Regions from separate parts of the Macaca mulatta genome. Here regions 2 and 3 are each linked to region 1. The links are chromatin contacts, called in public Hi-C maps. All regions are on one chromosome and are shown on one strand. Each heading gives the region's core, a stretch centred on a gene start, on an enhancer-like site or on the middle of the called end of the contact. The rest is flanking DNA. Distances are from core to core; before and after follow the strand shown. Region 1 holds the start of BCAS4 (breast carcinoma amplified sequence 4). Region 2 holds the start of MOCS3 (molybdenum cofactor synthesis 3). Region 3 holds the start of ADNP (activity dependent neuroprotector homeobox).

Evidence for each region. Hi-C and Micro-C count contacts between places; a contact is called where the count stands out from the background.
Region 2: a Hi-C map of liver shows a contact between it and region 1, with 3 times the contacts expected there. The contact joins the promoter of MOCS3 here to the promoter of BCAS4 in region 1. A contact is called at or near these places in 3 of 14 Hi-C or Micro-C datasets (CD4 T cells, fetal cortex germinal zone and liver).
Region 3: a Hi-C map of cortical neurons shows a contact between it and region 1, with 5 times the contacts expected there. The contact joins the promoter of ADNP here to the promoter of BCAS4 in region 1. A contact is called at or near these places in 4 of 14 Hi-C or Micro-C datasets (cortical neurons, fetal cortex germinal zone, fetal cortical plate and 1 more).

The regions. Positions count from the first base shown.
Region 1 is chr10:103,650,720-103,653,678 of T2T-MMU8v2.0, forward strand. It overlaps BCAS4 (breast carcinoma amplified sequence 4), which reads left to right and starts at 1,495. Exons shown (of 5, transcript NM_001266471.1): 1 at 1,495-1,682. The coding sequence starts at 1,503.
Region 2 is chr10:103,815,423-103,818,381 of T2T-MMU8v2.0, forward strand. MOCS3 (molybdenum cofactor synthesis 3) reads left to right here and starts at 1,448. Exons shown (of 2, transcript XM_077951991.1): 1 at 1,448-2,856. The coding sequence starts at 1,473. The coding sequence ends at 2,855. DPM1 (dolichyl-phosphate mannosyltransferase subunit 1, catalytic) reads right to left here and starts at 1,162. Exons shown (of 9, transcript XM_001094366.5): 1 at 993-1,162. The coding sequence starts at 1,153.
Region 3 is chr10:103,791,744-103,794,702 of T2T-MMU8v2.0, forward strand. It overlaps ADNP (activity dependent neuroprotector homeobox), which reads right to left and starts at 1,453. Exons shown (of 5, transcript NM_001266818.2): 1 at 1,347-1,453.

The DNA.
Region 1 (2,959 bases), core at 245-2,744:
TGTGGGACGTCCTATGTATTTATTTGCACCCTTGATACCAGCCCCCTCTTTTTTTTGAAAAAAACAAAAGACAGGCTTTCACTGTGTCACGCAGGCTGGAGTGCAGTGGTGCGATCGGAGTTCGCTGTATCCAAGAACTCCTGGCCTCAAACAATCCTCCTGCATCTGCCTCCCCACTAGCTAGGACTACAGTTGCGCACCACCACACCCTGCAATTTTAATTTTTTTTTTCTTTTTCCTTTTTTTTTTTTTTTTTTTTTTTTTAAGGCGATTTAACATTTAAAGAAAAGTCAGCAGTCCGGGGGTGGTGGCTCACGTCTGTAATCCCAGCACTTTGGGAGGCCGAGGCAGGTGGCTCACCTGAGGTCAGGAGTTTGAGACCAGCCTGGCCAATATGGCGAAACCCCGTCTCTACTAAAAAATACAAAAATTAGCCAGACATAGTGACATGGGCCTGTAATCCCAGCTACTCGGAAGGCTGAGGGAGGGGGAGAATTGCTTGAACCCAGGAGGTGGAGGTTGCAGTGAGCCGAAATCGCGCACTCCAGCCTGGGCGACAGAGCGAGTCCGTCTCCAAAAAAATAATAATAATAATAATTAAAAATAAAAATCAAAGTCATCAAACGAAAAATTTAAACTTCAGACCTTTCTTGTACCTATTTGCCTTTTAGTACTTTCCTCGTTAGCACTGCTGGGGTGGGGGATGGGGCGCACCTCGCTCTCTTCAGCCCCAGGGCTGTAAAGGGTCTATCTAGGCCAGCCTCCGAGAGCGTGGAGGGAGTGGGGGGCGGCTGTCAAATTTAGTGCGCTCAATAGTTTCCTGGTGAAGCTTATTTAAAAGCTGCACAGAAGAGGAAGACGAGGACCGTCACACTCGGCCTTCCCTCAACTCCAGGACCCTCCGCCCGATGCAAACTAGATGCTTTAGCAGGATGGGAACGAGAGGGGAGCGGGAGGCTTTGGGCTTCCTCTAAGATAGCGCCTCTCTAACCCGGACGCCCGTTAGAATCACCCGGGGAGCTTTAGAAACTACCGATGCCTAAGCCCCACTCCGAAGGATTCCGATTTAATCGGCCTGGTGCGAGGCCTGGCTTCCGGCCTTTTAAAAGCTCCCCGGGGATTCTATTGTACCGCGGGGGCCGGGAGCCCGTACTCTACCGGGATTCCGAAGAGGAGGGGTGGCTTGCCCCAATAGCTCTCAAATTTAGCTTTCGGTCAACAATCTGATTGGAACCACCTACCAAACATCAAAAGATCCTGATACCCAGGTCCCAACCCAGATACGGTGTGGTCCGGGCTTGGGAAATTCTAAAAGAGCTCCAGGTGACTGCCATCTGCAAGCGAGTTTGCAAAGCACTGGTGTCCAGGTGCTGCGGGGGCGGGCGCAGCGCGCGCCGCTCGCCACTGGGTGGCGCTGCCCGCTCGGCCCGGCGCTCCTGGAGCTGAGAGCCGCGACCGCCGGGAGCGCACCTGCCCCGCCTCCGCCAGGCGGGCCGCGGAGCATGCAGCGGACCGGGGGCGGGGCTCCGAGGCCCGGGCGCAACCACGGGCTCCCAGGCAGCCTCCGCCAACCCGACTCCGCCGCCCTCCTGATGCTGCTCGTGAACGCCGATCGGCCGGAGCCCGTGCGCAGCGGAGCGCGGGAGCTCGCGCTCTTCCTGACCCCCGAGCCTGGGGCCGAGGTAGGGGACGGGGCTGTGGAGTTGGAGGAGAGGGTTCTCGCGGTTGGGGGTCCGGGCTCCGGATCCTCGGCTTCCCCGGAGCATCCTCTAGCTCCCGGAATGGGGGGCCCGGGGATTCCCCCCTTCCTGAACTGTGGCTGCGGGGCGCCACCCAGAGATGCGCAGCGGGTCGCCTCTGCTCCCTGCTCCGGGCGACACCGGGCCCCGGAGGCCCAGGCTCGCTTTCCCTCCCCACCCAGGTACCCCAGCATCCGCCGGGTCCCGAGGCGCCGCCCTTTGCCAGGCCGGCCCTGGGAGAGGCAGACCGCGGGACCGCCCCTGCCCCGGCTACCTCCGAGCGCGGTGCCCCAGCCGAGCGGCGCCGCAGGCTGCGGCTGTGCGGGGAGTCCTGAGGCCGCGCTGCGAGGCTGCAGCTCGGAGCGAAAACACCACGCCTCTGTCTGCGCTTTCTATTTTAAAAGCACCAAGTGAAAAGCAGATCTAAAACGAGACCCTCTACCTTCCGGCTGGAGGCATCTGTCGACGGTGCTGTGAAAAAGTTATTTACCCGAGTTCACTAGGAGTTATTTACGGCCAGAAATTCAACCCATTCTCTTTTTAAACCACAAAAGCAGTACAGGAGTATTTAAAATAAAGGCTATGCACCCCTTTCTCTTTTCTCTCCCATCCCAGTTCTAGTTTTCTTAGAAAACCAGCATTAACAGTTTGGTATAAATCATTCCGGACATTTAAAATGCCTTTACAAATGTAGATATCTATATATCTGTATCTGTCTAGGCGGAGCATTGGCTTGCGCCAGTGGTCCCAGCATTCTGGGAGGCTGAGGAAGGAGGATTGCTTGGGATGGGGATGGGGGACGGGGAAGACTGAGGCTGCAGTGAGGCTTGATCATGCCACTGCACTCCAGCCTGGGCGACAGAGTGAGACATGTTAAAAAAAAAAAAAAAAAAAATCTATTTCACCAGGCGTGGTGGCTCACGCCTGTAATCCCAGCACTATTGGGAGGCCGAGGCAGGTGGATCACCTGAGGTCTGGAGTTCGAGACCAGCCTGACCAACATGGCGAAACCCTGTCTCTCCTAAAAATACAAAAATTAGCCGGGCGTGTAATCCCAGCTACTTGGGAGGCTGAGGCAGGAGAATCGCTTGAGCCTGGGAGGTGGAAGTTGCAGTGAGCTGAGATCAGCCATTGCACTCCAGCCTGGGCAACAAGAGCAAAACTCCCTCTCAAAACAAAACAAAACAAAACATAAAAATATCTTTCCATATATATATAAT
Region 2 (2,959 bases), core at 198-2,697, 160 kb after region 1:
CATTTCTGTCTACCTAGCAATCCTACCTCGAATCATTTATCCCCAGTACACAAGTAAAAGTATGAGTGTGTCTGCTGCCAACATTGATGCAATAAAGGAGCACCGCTATGTGTCAAGCATTTTTCTAAATTTAGCTGGAAAATATGGTGTGAACAAAGTCCTTGTTCTTATTTGCAAAGCAAAAGTCAAAAAACAAAAACAACCTAAAGCTGCTGGAAATAATCCAGCTCATTGCCATGACCTGGTTAAATAACACAGCCATATGGAATGTTACCTAACTTCCAAAGTAATTTGCTATGTTTCGATATATTAATATGAAAAAAAGTATTCAAAGATTTCACAGCATGATCCCATTTGTGCAATCGTAAAACAAGTTACTCCGTACTGACTCCAGGATTTTTTGCAGTTTTTAAAAACACTGCATTAACACACTTCCAAATTCGAACTCCACCCACCCCCCATCCCGGTTCTAACAATCACACCAAACATCCACCAGTGATCAGCGAAGATGCCCTTCTGCTCTCTCCTTTCCAGAAAGGTTATTGTGCCCAGCAATAGCTCCCTAACCCACACACACCAAACCTCATGCTTATATAAGCACTCGGCACCGGAGTGGAGAGTGAACACTCTCGCTTGGACTCCTGGCTCTTGCCGCAGATCCTGACCGCCTAGAGGGAGGAGTGGGGTCACGCTTTCAGCCCCGCTTCCAAGTAAAAGAGTGGCCAACCTTTCTACGAAAAGGCAGGGGACGCGAGTACTTCATAATAAATGAGGGTCTCACAAAACCCAAGGGCAGGAATGAGAACCCAGGACACGAAGAAAACCCAAGAAGCATCTGTCTCTGCTTCCCTCACAGGGTGGCCCTATCCCTGGGCCTTCCTGCGTGAGGCAAGGAAGGTTGGACAGGGCCGCCTCGCGCAGCCAGCTGCAGACACCCGGGCCGGGGAAGCCAGCTCATCTCATTCCTCGGGGAGGGAGACCTGGTGCGCTACCTCTCGGAGAAGCTTTTCACCAGTAACCACACGATGAGTGGCAGGTTCTCGCGCTCATTGTAGGTGGGTAAAAGCACCGAATATTTGTCCCGTCGTGGACTGCGCACTTCCAGCTGCCGCCGAGACATGGGAGGACTACGTCTGACTTCCAAGGAGGCCATGGCGGAACTGAGCCAGACGCCGGAAGCGGAATTACGTAAATGCGGCGCGGAAAAGGACGGGTCGGACCGTACCAAATTCGGAAGCGGGGGATGATCTGTGTGATTGAGCGCTAGTTCTTCTAGAGCTATTGTGTGGTTCAATTACAAATATGCAGGATTTATGCATCTTTAAAGCTTAATCTGAAGATTTCTTCAGGAAGTAAATATCTATTATCATCTTTTCCCAAGCTCCATAAAGTTTTTTAGTTTATCCCAGTCGCTAGGAAACAGAAGCCGGAAGCGGAAATGCCTTTTACGACAACTTCCGGAAGAGGTCGCCATGGCTTCCCGGGAGGAGGTACTCGCGTTACAGGCTGAAGTTTCGCAACGTGAGGAGGAATTGAATTCCCTGAAGCAGAAACTGGCGTCGGCCCTTTTGGCGGAGCAGGAACCGCGGCCAGAACGGCTGGTTCCTGTGTCGCCGCTGCCGCCGAAGGCCACTCTTTCCCCAGATGAGATTCTGCGCTATAGCCGGCAGCTAGTGCTGCCGGAGCTGGGCGTGCACGGACAGCTGCGCCTGGCGACCGCGTCCGTGCTAGTCGTGGGCTGCGGTGGGCTTGGCTGTCCACTGGCGCAGTACTTGGCAGCGGCCGGCGTGGGTCGCCTTGGCCTTGTGGACTATGACGTGGTAGAGATGAGCAACCTCGCCCGCCAAGTGCTGCATGGAGAGGCACTGGCTGGCCAGGCCAAGGCCTTGTCGGCCGCCGCCTCGCTGCGCCGCCTCAATTCGGCAGTGGAATGCGTGCCGTACACTCAGGCCCTTACGCCAGCCACTGCCCTAGACCTGGTCCGCCGATATGATGTGGTGGCCGACTGTTCGGACAACGTGCCCACTCGCTACCTGATTAATGACGCATGTGTGCTGGCGGGTCGGCCCCTCGTGTCTGCCAGTGCCTTGCGCTTCGAGGGCCAAATCACAGTCTACCATTATGACGGTGGGCCTTGCTATCGCTGCATATTCCCCCAACCACCCCCAGCGGAGACAGTGACCAACTGCGCGGACGGCGGGGTGTTTGGTGTCGTAACTGGGATCCTGGGCTGCCTGCAGGCCTTGGAAGTGCTGAAAATCACTGCGGGTCTGGGCCCCTCTTACAGTGGCAGTCTGTTGCTCTTTGATGCCCTGCGAGGGCATTTCCGCTGTATTCGGCTGCGGAGCCGCAGGCTCGACTGTGCAGTTTGCGGGGAACGGCCCACTGTGACTGATCTGCTGGACTATGAAGCCTTCTGTGGCTCCTCAGCCACTGATAAATGCCGCTCCCTGCAGTTACTGAGCCCAGAGGAGCGTATTTCTGTCACCGACTATAAGCGAGTTCTGGATTCTGGGGCATCCCACCTGTTGCTGGACGTCAGGCCTCAGGTGGAGGTGGACATTTGTCGTTTGCCTCATGCCCTACACATCCCTCTGAAACATTTGGAACGCAGGGATGGGGAGAGCCTGAAACTCTTAAAAGAAGCAATCTGGGAAGGGAAGCAGGGCACACAAGAAGAGGCTGCTGTCCCCATTTATGTGATTTGCAAACTGGGAAATGACTCACAGAAAGCCGTGAAGGTCCTCCAGTCCTTAGCAGCAGCTCAAGAGTTAGACTCTTTAACAGTTCGGGATGTGGTGGGGGGCCTCATGGCCTGGGCTGCCAAAATCGATGGAACATTTCCGCAGTACTAAGGTGACTGGTATAGTCTGATGGGAAAGATGTGGATTGCTGTAATGCCTCAAAGATACATTTATTTGAATTTTTCAGTAATATGCATAGGAGCTGGGGATTCTAC
Region 3 (2,959 bases), core at 203-2,702, 140 kb after region 1:
TCTGTAGAAGGCGCTGTGAAGCACATCCTGTTCTAGCTCGGGGGCCCTTCCCCCCTCTGCAGCCTTACCCAGTGCAGAGAATGCGCCCCCTACTGACTCCAACACTCATCGCCTTTAGCCGACTTGGCTGCGGTGCATTTTGGGTGGGGGCTGGTATTTTCTCCATGGCCATAAACCAGAAGCAACAATGCAGATTTCTAAAGAAACTGTATCAAGCTATCCAAGAGATTTTTTTTTTTTTTCATTCTGAAGGTTCAAGATACAGGCACAAGAAGCATCAGGGATGGGAACTGGGTGTGTGGGGATGGACATCATTAACATGGCAAACACTGAAACAGTTTGTTTCTTTTTCCCTCCTAAGCCTTTGTCTGTGAAATGGGGTTATGGCAAGAAGTGTCCAGAGGAACTGGTAAATGCAAGAAGATTAAGAAGACTCGTGGGTGTGTGGGGGGTGTGTGTGGCTAAAAAGGATATCAGACCTACAGTCTTGGTCTTGGGCAGAAGAGGAAGAGAAGCAATCGCGCCTTTTCCAGCAGACAGGGATCAAGGTTGGGGGGGAGGGGAAGGCAGGCAGGCCGCCCAGAGGAAAGAAGAGGTGAATACGAGGGTGTTCACAAAAACTACTCCCCATTCATTACATTAAAAGAAGATCTTTTTGCAGCTCTCTGGATTTCCATTTTCTACCATCTTACTGCAAAGTTGGGGCTCAGAATGTTCGAAAGAGGTGCTGACCAGGCAGCTGAGACTGGGGAAAAGGGATGGTGGTGAACTGTGGTCAGGATAGGAGGGAAGCTGGCAGGTTGGGGAGGAAGGATTGCACAGGGGAGGCAAAGACTTTCACTCCATGCCATGCATGCTCCCCGCCCCCCCCAACCCCGTCCCCCCTCCCCCAGGTAAGGGTGGGCAGACCTGGCAGAAGGCTCGTTCCAGGCATGGGGGTGTGCGTGGGGGGGCTCCTTTTGGGGGTGGGGGGCGGACAGGATTAGTTCCAGGGATGGGAGAAGCTCGGTTCTGGCTGGGGGCGGGGTGGGGGAGATGCCCTTAGCTGCAAAAGCTCCCGGCGGCCAGGCAGGCTGCTGGCCTCGGTGGGCTCACGGAGCGGAGAAGGGGGTCGGGCTGCAGGAGGAGGCGCCTGGACCTCCAGAGCAGAGTCGGGTAGCGGTCCGTGCCGGGACGGGCGACCGGTCCGCGCCGGGGTGTGCAAAGGAGCGTGTGTGCGGCTGGAGGGCGGCGATGCGAACAACAATGCGCCCGCGCCCGGGGCCGGGCTGGGCTGGCGGCCGCGCGGGCCGGGGTCGGGAGGCAGGGCAGGGCCGCGGGTCCGCGCGCGGCGGCGCCGGGCTTACCTTGACTCGGCCTCGAGGCGCGCGCGGGGCCGGCGTGCTCGGGGGCCGGACAGCGGCGGCGGCGGCGGCGGGCGGATGGCGGCGGCACAGCGGTGGCGACAGCGGGGAGGGCGCGCCCGGGGCCTCGTCGCGCTCCGGCTCGGCGGACTCCGGCTCGCGCCGCGGCCGCGGGTGCTGCCGGGGGGCGCGGCGGGCGCAGCAGAGCGGCGGGCGGCGGCGGCGTCGTCGAGCGGTGCAGACAAAGGAGGGGCGGAGGGAGGAGACGGAGGGTGTGGGAGAGGCGGCTTCACCGGCGCGGGCGGCGGCGGCCGCGCTCCTCTCGCTCCTCAGCAGCGGGGACCGAGAGAGGGAGCTGTGTCTGAGAAGACGCCAAAATCCCCCTTAGCGCTGCCTGCGGGAGGGGGAGGGGGCACAAGATGGCGGCGGCCGGGGGGGCGGGAGTTCAGCTCATGGATCCCGGCGGGCGGCGGAGGGGAGACCGGGCCGGCGGCGGCGGCGGCGGCAACGGGCGGGGGAGGGGGCTGATCCCGCGTCTCCCCTCAGCAGACAATACAAGCGCCTCGGACCGAGTCCCCGAACCTGCCCTAGCCAAAATGGCGGCCGAGAAAGAGCGGAAGTGACGTAAGTACCTCATTAGCATAAGAGGACTCATTGTCCAGCTAAGTAGGGGGGGCAGTGGAGACAGCACCCCAACCCCTTTCTCCCCGGGGGGGGGTTCCTCTCACTCCCACCTGTGCTTGCACCTAACTTTTCCTCAGGGAGTGTGCTCCCAGCACCCCCACCCCCGCCTGAGGGAAATTATATAATCCCCACTGAAGGGGGGAGCTCTCGCGAGAACCAGGCGGATTTGCCATTGACCCACTAGGAGGCGCCGCAGATAATGGCCGCAGTGCGCTCCCGGGGCCCGTGTGCTTGGCGGGCGCCTTCCTCTGGCCGCAGCGCCGGCGGCGGAGGCAGAAGCAGCGGGCCGCAGCACGCCCAGCACTCAGTCAGGTGGCCGTGCTGGGGATCCCTGCGCGGGCCCAGCTGGGCCTGGACTACATCTGGCGGGAGGGGTGTGCGGGGCGGCCTGGGGCGGCTCCACGTGCTCAGATGCCCGCGCTTCCACGGCTGAGAAGCGGCGGGAAGGCGCCGGGACACCTGGCCGGTCGCCCCTGACGCCTCCTTCCTTAAATGAGGTGTGAGGGCCTCGTGCTTCACACAGCGACTGGAGATGAGACACAACCCCATGGATGCCTTAGCCCTTCCTAGTGGGGTATTCGGTGCAGAGGGGCCGAGATTTTATTAAGGTCCGCCGTTACCCTGTGACTTGACATTCTTCCCAGTCACAGGATGGACTCTTCTCTTTGACCTGAATTAAAAAAAAAAAAAAAAGGAATCCTAGTGCCTTGAGGCCACCCAACTGGTGAAACTTCAGGATGAGAAGTGATGTTGCCAACAGGCGCATTGGCTCTCTGCACGATCCTTAAAACAACACACTTTGTAGTCCCAGGGACATAGCTTTTGGTCCTCCCGCAATCTGGGTAGCATAAAACAGCACATGGTTGCCTTGTATATTTAGGTCAATCCCAACCAATACATTATCTCCTCAACACGTTTGAACCAACCTTAAA